Linked DNA regions of Mus musculus: regions 2 and 3 are each linked to region 1. Evidence: chromatin contacts called from public HiCAR-type and promoter capture Hi-C data. All regions are on one chromosome and are shown on one strand. The core of a region is the stretch at or near the end of the contact, and the rest is flanking DNA. Distances in the headings are between cores, read along the strand shown. Region 1 holds the start of Mrps2 (mitochondrial ribosomal protein S2). Region 2 holds the start of Dbhos (dopamine beta hydroxylase, opposite strand). Region 3 holds the start of Vav2 (vav 2 oncogene).

What was found. Promoter capture Hi-C pulls out the DNA fragments that hold promoters and counts their contacts. HiCAR-type assays count read pairs that join an accessible place to other places.
Region 2: a contact with region 1 is called in a promoter capture Hi-C map of the HPC-7 cell line. The contact joins the promoter of Dbhos here to the promoter of Mrps2 in region 1. A contact is called at or near these places in 3 of 39 promoter capture datasets (the HPC-7 cell line, cranial neural crest and liver).
Region 3: a HiCAR-type map of embryonic stem cells shows a contact between it and region 1, with 5 times the contacts expected there. The contact joins the promoter of Vav2 here to the promoter of Mrps2 in region 1. A contact is called at or near these places in 1 of 39 promoter capture datasets (embryonic stem cells), 1 of 484 Hi-C or Micro-C datasets (embryonic stem cells) and 6 of 115 datasets of contacts at active chromatin or transcription factors (astrocytes, embryonic hindbrain, embryonic stem cells and 1 more).

What each region holds. Positions count from the first base shown.
Region 1 is chr2:28,466,602-28,469,670 of GRCm38.p6, forward strand. It overlaps Mrps2 (mitochondrial ribosomal protein S2), which reads left to right and starts at 1,465. Exons shown (of 4, transcript NM_080452.3): 1 at 1,465-1,541; 2 at 1,642-1,758; 3 at 2,220-2,349; 4 at 2,822-3,069. The coding sequence starts at 1,499.
Region 2 is chr2:27,161,052-27,164,120 of GRCm38.p6, forward strand. Dbhos (dopamine beta hydroxylase, opposite strand) reads right to left here and starts at 1,652. Exons shown (of 7, transcript NR_040524.1): 1 at 1,158-1,652; 2 at 535-806; 3 at 197-327.
Region 3 is chr2:27,426,103-27,429,171 of GRCm38.p6, forward strand. Vav2 (vav 2 oncogene) reads right to left here and starts at 1,506. Exons shown (of 28, transcript NM_009500.2): 1 at 174-1,506. The coding sequence starts at 377.

The DNA of each region.
Region 1 (3,069 bases), core at 215-2,714:
TCACCAGCCAATAGGCAGGAATTAGGTGCTTCCAATCTCTGCCTGAGCAAGTACAAGTCTGTCGTTTACTGTCCTGGCCATGGCCTCTATCACCCAATACCCCCACAACTCAGCCTAAATCTAGATGTGAGGTGCTGCTAAATTTAGGGAATCCTAGGCCATATATTGGTGAAATATAAAAAATGATCTTGTGAACCATGCACATAGTTCAGCATTAATGACGTGCTAGCGCAATGCCAGGAGGCAGATCTCTGAGTTCGAGGCCAGCCTGATTTAAAAAGAGAGTACTAGACCAGTCAGGAGTATATAGTGAAACCCTGTCTTAACAACAATAATAAAAATAAATAGTAATTTTAAAACAAACAATAAAAAATTACTTAGGGCACAGTGTGGTGGTGTGCACCAATAATTCCAACACCCAGGGGACAGAGGCAGTCAGATCTCTATGAATGTCTGGCCAGTCAGGGAGATTGTTGTTGTTGTTGTTGCTGTCATCGTCGTCGTCATCATTGTCAATGTCATCGTTGTTGTCGTCATAGTTTAATGTAATTTGGGGATGGAGAGATGGCTCAGCAATTTAGGGCATTCATTGCTCTTGTAGGGAACCTGGATTCAACTCCCAGAGCCTACAAGGTGACTCATAAACACTTTTAACTCTAGTTCCTGGAGGTCAGACACCTGCTCTCCACAGGGACAAGGCACTCACAAGGTACACATACATACATGTAGGCAAAAAATAAGTAAAACTAAAACAAATGTTAAAAAATAAAAAAAATGCATGCTGGAGCGACGACTCAGCAGTTAAGAGCACTGACTGCTCTTCCACAGGTCCTGAGTTCAATTTCCAGCAACCACATGGTGGCTCACGACCATCTGTAATGGGATCTGATGCCCTCTTCTGGTGTGTCTGAAGATAGTCACAGTGTATTCATATACATAAAATAAATAGTTTTTTTTAATGCACTTATAAAACAAACAATAAACGGGGCGGTGGTAGGGCATGCCTTCAATCTCAGCTCTCCAGAGGCAGAGGCGGGTTGCTCTCTGAGTTCAAGCCAACCTGGTCTACATAGCGAATACCATGACAGTCAAGGCTCAAGGCTACGGAGAAACCGGGTCTCAGGAAAAACAAAACAAAACAAAACAAAAACAAAAACAAAAACAACAACAAAAAAAAACAGCAACCCTAAAAACAACCTCTAAAAACCAATTTGAACAAGAGGGTCGCCTCCTCCAGAGGATGCTGTAATTTTATCGAGAGGAACGAGCTGTGGGTGAGAGGTCGCTCATTCTAGCTCAGCCCCACGTCCCAGCTGAGTGCAGACCACTGGTCACAGTGCCAACTCGCCCATTTACAAGGATGCGGGCGCAGCGAGCGGTGCACAGCGGAGAGGGTCCTCCGGGCCAGCAAGCGGCGCTGCGACCCCGCGCGCTCAGAGGAGGAGGCGCTCTGCCGGGCAGGAAGAGTCTCTGCAGGATCTCTGTCCACGCGCCCGCCATGGCGCCCGCTCCGGCCGTGCTGACCCGGCTGCTGTGTGCAGGTGAGCGCGGTGAATCTCGGAGATGGGGGGAACCCGGGGATCCGAGAGGGGAGGACAGGGACGAGGGTTGGACGCGCCCCCACCGGCTCTTTCCCCGCAGGTGTGCGGCGCTGGCCAGGTTTCCTGCAGAAGGCGATCCCGGGCCCTGCGGAGCAGAATGGTAGGAAGGTCACGGGAGCCCCGGTCCCCGCAGTCAGCGAGCCCCAGGATGGCGACGGTAAAGATCAGCGGGTGGAGCTGGGCCGGGGCGCGGAATCGTGGAGAGGTTGTCATTGCAGGGTCCCCAAAGGAACCCAGTACCAATCTAAGTGTGGTGGGAGGGAGATAGAACCCCTGTGGCCTGGTAGCTCTCGAAACCCGTGAAGACTTACTTTTGTATCTGTCCATCTTGCTGGTCTTCTGGAGGGGCGTTTAAGGCACCCGAAGTCAACGAGGCCCCTGGTTCGTTTTCCTCTTACATCTGTGGAGATTAAGGGAAGAGGACTTGGCCAGGTTTTCCCCGCACACAGTCACTTTAGACCTTGACACTAGTCCCTCGGTGTTGCAAAAATGCCCCTGTGTCTTCCAGATCTTTCCTGGCGTTTCCTCACAGCTTTGAGTTTCCCACTCCCAGGAGACTGGTGAGTCTTTGGTTGGTTGGTGATGGGCCACAGTGTCTGCCCTTACTCTCTTTTTCAGATTTCCAGAGCAGGATCCTAGATACGCCATTACAGCATTCGGATTTCTTCAATGTCAAGGAGCTGTTTTCTGTGAAGAGCCTCTTCGAGGCCCGAGTACACCTGGGACATAAAGCTGGTTGCCGCCATAGGTAGTTGGCACAGGCCGTGTGGGCAGAGTGGTGGAGTTGGGTCAGGGTTGGAAGTGGGGGCAGGGTGGGGGTGTCTGCGGCAACACCAAGTGCAGTGCTAGTATTGATGCTGGTTCACAGACAGGGTGAAAACTGAGGGTCATGGCAGGCGGGGGAGCCCGGTGGAGAGGACCTGCTGTATAGAACAGAAGTGGCCCTAGAGAGTTAAACTGGGCAGAGCACCTTGGTTGGGTTCATGTTTATCTGCAGTTGGTTCTCAAATCTCCACAGGGAGAAGGTGGGACAGGTTGAGCCACAAACCTGATTGTCTGTGCGCAAGTCCACACCTGTGTCCCCAGCCCATCACTCCCTAGGCAGGAGTAGTGGGAGTTGGTAAATGTAAGAGCCTGGGTGGCTGGTAGGTAGGTGGCTGTGGAAGGGGCAGGGCAGCTCCACGCACACGGGTCCGTTTACCCTGGGGGTTTTTTGGCAGGTTTATGGAGCCGTACATCTTTGGGAACCGCCTGGGCCAAGATATCATCGATCTGGATCAGACAGCCTTGAATCTCCAACTGGCTTTGAACTTCACCGCGCACGTGGCCTACCGCAAGGGCATCATTCTGTTTGTGAGCCGGAATCGTCAGTTCTCTCACTTAATTGAGACTACAGCCCAGGCCTGTGGGGAGTACGCCCACACCCGCTACTTCAAGGGTGGCTTGCTGACTAACGCACAACTCCTCT
Region 2 (3,069 bases), core at 402-2,901, 1.3 Mb before region 1:
CCTGAGCCTCCCATACCCTATTCCAGGGCTTCCCTTCCTCTTCTGGGTTCACTGGGATGACCTAGGACTATCTCTCCCTTCAAGATCCTCAGCCTGGTCTGAAGAGTGGCACGCCTGGTAAAGTCTTTCCTGTATAAGTTTGAGGACATGGGTTCAGTCCCCAGAACCCACTGTTATGTAGCATGGTGGCACATACCCCTAATGTTGGAGTTCAAGCAGAAGCAGGTGGATCTCTGTGGGTCACTGGCCAGCCAGCCTAGCTACTTGGTGACTCCAAGCCAGTGAGAGACCCTGTCTCAAAAACAACAACCAAATGGTTCCTGGCACCTGAGAAAGAATATCTGAGATTGTTCTCTGGTTTCCACATACCCATGCATATGCATCGCCCCCCTCACATACCCATGCATATGCATCGTCCCCCCCACATACCCATGCATATGCATCGCCCCCCCCACATACACATGCAAACATACATATCCATATACCTACACTCTACTAAACCACACCTAAAATCCCTATCCTCTGTGACCTTACCTATCCCTGCTATTGGATACAGCCATTGGAACATGATGTCAATCCCATGACACCTTGGGAACCAGGAAGCACCTTGAGGGTGGTCACATGCCTCTCTGGTACTCTTCTGGCCTTGGCCACCCAGCTCCTGTGGAATCATGCCAGTACAGTTGCAGCAGGGATATCCTTGGGGGATAAGCTTCACCTCTTTAGACTGGCAGATTTGGGTTGGCAGTGGGTGAAAGACTGCTGTAGAGTTGGTGATCGCTGAGATGACTGTTGACCTCCACGTGCTGTGTGGCCTCAAAAAGAGGGAAAACAATTTGTTAGTGTTGTGTGTGGTATGTATATATGTGTGGGTGTAGGGGGATATGTGTGTGTAGTGTATGGTTTATGTATGTGTGTGATGTGTATGTGTGCTGTGTGTGTATTGTGTATGTGATGTGTGTGTGTTATGTGTGGTGTGTGTGGTATGTATGGTGTGTGGGGTATATGAGGTGTATGTGTGGCGTATGTGGATGTATGTGTGTGGTATGTTATATGTGGTGGTGGGGGGAGGCTGCCTCCCCCTTCACCTTCTCATTACTCAGCACACTCAGAAGAGATGGCCCCTGAAGGAGACATCAAGGGTGTGGGTCACTCACACTTGAAGGCTTATGCATGGTGACCCGCTCAGGTTCACATGGGATTGCTGGACACCCCCCACACATGGCCTTGCTTGTAGAGATTGTCTTCCTGGCCCTGGATCCTTCTGTGGGTTTCAGCACTCCTGGAGTGGGCTCCAATGATGTCCATCCTGCAGATTCTTTCATGGCCGCTTTTCCTGGTGCTTTCCTTCCTAAAGCACAGACATACGTCATGGATCCATCCTGCTTCATCCTGGGACTTGTCCTCGGGAGAACGCGCCTTTTCAACCTTCAATCACAGCCACTGGGCTTAGGCTGAGGGGACAGAAGACAACTCCCCAAGGAGACATGTTGCCTGTCACAAGGTTGATATTGATCTGTCCCAAGGAAGACCGTAGGAGCTCGGCTTCAGGCTGGGAGTCCTGTGGCCCTGCTGCGGAGCTGTCTGCCCTGCCTAGTCTGCATCAGCTGCCCAGGCCAGCTTCCATGCCCTCACTCCAGTAGCTACACTGCTGGTTGTCACCGCCCACAGTCAGGACGTAGCCACAGATGGCCTCACGTGGCAGAGCCCATGGGGGATTACAGCTCCCAAAGGCTTCCAGCATCAGAGAAATTCGGGAAGGCAAGGGGCTTATTAAAACACTGAAATTGGTTCTAAATGAGGTCAGCCGTCATCGATGAGGCTTGGAGCGAAGCCAGGCATTTAGCAGCACACCGAGTCTATTTCCTGACATGGTGACAGTGACGTCCTGGGTGCCACCCCCAGCCCACCCTGGGAAGGCAGCTGACATAGTCAAACCCTAGCAGAGTCACCAGGGTGGGGGTGCAGGCAAGAGCAGGAGAGAAGGAAGGACAACACCCCGCGCCCTGGACCTCCCAAACACTACAAGGAGGTGAAACACAGACAGGATAGCTGACCACTGTTCCCTGTCCAGGGTCAGATCAGTCCGCTACAAGATTAATAAGAGGAAGGGCAGACAATGATAACAACAATAAATAAATTAAAAAGGCAACACTGAAATGTAAGGGCTGGGGAGATGGCTCAGGCAGTTAAAATGCTTGCTCATGAGCACGAGGACCCGAATTCAAATTCCCAGCACCCAGGCCTGGGTGTGATGGCACAAACTTTTAAATCCAACAGACAGGAGGCAGAGGCAAGCAGACAGATCTCTGTGAGTTCAAGGCCAGCCTGCTCTACATAGTGAGGATCTGTGTCAAAAATTTTATTTATACATACACACACACACACACACACATACACACACACATATATATATATATACATACATACATACATATACACATACATACATGCATACAAGCATAGAAGCATACATACATACATGCATGCATACACGCATACACACATACATACAAGCATACATACATACATACATACATGCATACAATACATACATAGAAAGGCTAGCTATAGATGCCCATGGGCCCTGCTGGCTCTGCCTCAACATCTGGGGTTTTTTCCAGATTTTAGTTCTGGTCAGCCCATCCTCATGACTCCTGTGGGATTTTCCTGATCTTGGCTGTCAGGGTACACTCCTACCCCTTATGTTGCTAAGAAAACCCATTTTGGGGTCCCTGAATGCTGTCTTGTCTGTGCCCTACCCTGCCCTGCCCTACCACAGATGGCTGCGTGACCCTGGGAACCCATCTTCCCCTCTGTGTGGTTCTATCTCCTTGTGTGTCAGATGGGGACAACCACAGGCTGGTCTCTCAAAGCCAGCAAAGCAGGCAGGCCTGCTTCCCTCCCCTGGTAACTACGAAGACTGGGTAATTGTTACTTCTGAAGTTGGCTGAATCACTTCTGCCAGCGTTCCAGCCTTGTTCCTAGCTGCAGAACGGGAGTGCTTTTTGAATCTGTTAAAAATAAATGTGTGTGTGTGTGTGTGTGTGTGTGTGTGTGTGTGTGTGT
Region 3 (3,069 bases), core at 256-2,755, 1.0 Mb before region 1:
GGGACCGCCGCTCTCTAGAGCGGGAAGAGGAGACCGGGATGTGACCTGCTCTGCACTGACCCCTGAGCCAGAAGCTCCGGCCAGAGAACCTGGGCCTCCCGCGGCCCACGCTCCAGTCAATGCGCCCCTCAGATCGCACACCCGAGTCCCTCCTGCAGTGCCGGGACCCTCACCTGGGACATCTGCGGCCGGAAGTTGATGTCCTTAAGGTCGATGGAACCGGGGGAGAGGTTGTGCAGCAGCTGGCACAGAAGGACGCCGTCGCGCAGCGCCTGCGCCAGGTCGAAGACCACCGCCGAGGGCCACACGACGCGGTGGTTGGGCGGCAGGACCTTGCAGTCGATGAGCCAGCGGCCGCATTGCCGCCACTGCTCCATGGCGCCCGCGGCGCCTGTGCGCTCGCCGCTGCGGCCGCTGGCCAGCTGGCTCAGGGTAGCGCTCCGGCCAAAGTGCGGTGACCGCGGGGCATCCCGCCCGCCCGCGCGGGGCTCGGCCGCCGGGGCGGGGCTTCGCGCAGGCGGCCCCGGGTCCCCGCTGCGCGGCCGCACGGCCCTCCTCTTCCTCCTCCTCCTCTTCGGGCTACTAGCCGGCCGCCGCTCCCGCCCACGTGCGGCCAACCGGCGCTCGCGGGGCAGCGTGCGGGGTCCCTCTTTCACACACACAAGTCCGCTCGTGCTCCGGCCGGGGCTCCACGCCTCCTGCAGTCGCAGCGCTTCTCGATCCGCCCCTCTGGGCGCCGCATTCTGAGCTCCGGGCGCCCCGCTTCGGCCACCGCTCCTGCCCCACCCGAGACAAAGGCGCAGCGGGTCGCTCGCTCCCTGCGTCCGGCGCCTGAGCTGCTCGCTCCACCGTCGCTTTGTTCGCCGGGCCCGCGGGCTCTACGCCACTCGCGGGGCACTGGGACTCCGAGGCTCCGCGGCTCCTAGGCGCTGGGGGTGCAGGGGGCGCGGCCACGGCCGGGCGGGGCCGGGGGCGGAGCTGGCACCTTCACCCGGCACCTCCCCGGAGACCCAAGCACCGCCTCCAACCCGTCCTCCCACTTCCTGCCCCTGGGCCGCCAGCGAAAGTTGAGGAAGGCGGGGCTCCTGAGCAGGCTCCCCGCCCACGACTTTCCCTAGGTGCACGTGGAGGCTGGAGGTCTTTCTTGCGGTGCGATGAGGCCGCCGCACGGCAGAAGAGACTAGAAGATGACCGCGGTAACGCTGGGTGCCCTTGCAGGGTCTTTCGGCAAAGATAGACCCCAGAACGCGAACCAGGCTGGCCTACACACCCTACGCCCCTATGGCCTCTTCCAGTCCTCTGTCCTTGCCAGGGTCCGCAAGACACTCCGCCTCCACAATAACGGAGAGAGGGGGAAAAAAATCCTTCACTTTCAGCCCCCTTGATTGTCTAGTGGGAGGTGCTGGAGAGATAGACCGTGTTGTGTCCTGAGGACATTGTGACAGTGGGAGGGACTTCAAAAGCATAAATAACTGATTTTTGTGATTAAAATTAATTTGCTCTGGACAGTATCAGGAGCTGTGGGTTCTTGGTAAAGAAGAAGGGAACCCCACAAAGCCAAGTCTTCTATGAGACTGGTGTCATGAAAGGGAGCTAGAAGAGAGGAAAGTGACCAGTTTCCAAGAGCCGAGCTTTTGTGGGCGGTGTTCTGTCAGCCCCTGCCTCTCTCAGTTTACCTGGGCCAGGGAAGGATGACAGATCTGTCCCCTGCACCCAGGGAAGTCCCTCCCAGAAAGGCCTCTCTCTGCAGGAAGTCCCATCACCTGCCCCACCTAAGGAGGAAGCATGAACCCTAATCCTAGAGATCCGGCAGAGAAGCCAGGTAGAGCCTTCAGCCCCTCTACTTCACCTCTGAATAGCTTCAGGGGAAGGACCTCCTGCGGACTGGGGGTTAAATCGTCCAAAGCACAGGGCTACAGGCAGACCCTCCAGCATCTCCCTAAGAGTCATTCAACACCCTGCACCAAAGGGAGGAAAAAGAAAGAAGGAAAGAAAGGAGATTGCAAAGCTGAAAGCAAAGCACCCTGCTAAATGCTGCTGCATTCATGCCTTGGCGTGTGTACCCAGGGAGCTCTCTCACAGAAAAGAGGCCTCTGTGCTCCCAGCACTCCAGCCTTCCTGCCTCATCAGAAGCTAAGACCAGGTCTAGGACAAACGAATTTTGCCATCCAATCAAGCGTTCGTCTGCTGCCCCCTGGTGGTCTTGAGGGCAATGGCATCAGCTGACAGCCTAGATGCTACAAAAGAGGGGTCTGTCTGTCTTTGAGGGGCTGTAGTGCAGAGCATATAGTGGAGTTAGCATGTCAGTCCTCCAAGTCAGAAGATCCAGGCCTCCTGGCACCAGCAGAACTCTCTGGTACCCAATTCCTTATCTGGCTAGTGGGGACATCACTCATCTCGGAAATAATAGAAAGGATGAATGAAGAAAAGCTGGGTGGGAAGTATTCCAGGTGTCTGTTGTGCATGTGTAGGTCAGAGTTCACGAGCTCAAAACAAACATGCGGAGGACTGGTAAAGGGGATCTTTCTCCTCACCCATTCTCTCAGCCCAGAACTGTTCACCAGGATTGCCCTCTGGAAGTGTCCAAGAGAAGTGTACCTCCCCACTTTGGTCATGAGCACCACTGAAAGCCACTTGTGCTGAATACCAGAGCTCTGCAGTGAACTGAGCAGACGAAACCCTGAGGTAGGAACTGTCAACCCCAGCCACATGTCTGGGATGTGGGAAGTGGGCCACCAACTAACCATGCACGAGGCTTCAGAGAAGAATGCCCCTGGAAAGGGGTAGCAGGTCTCCTGGGAGCTCTTACGGGATAGGGGCAAGCATGGCTATGGAGAGCCAGGCCTCGTCCAGAGGCAGTTCTACATCATAACGGAACTAAACATCTCTGTCTTCCCAGTCATGAGCTGGTCAGCTACAGCGTATTCTTTTATGGACTCTGATGTTAACTCCCCACTTCTAATTTGCCAGCAAGTTTCAGATTCTGAGCACTGCCAGCTCTGCCACCACCAAGGTCTATGTTCCTCCCCTTGGGTTCCTCAGCAGCCCGCTTCTACCTTGCCTTTCAGT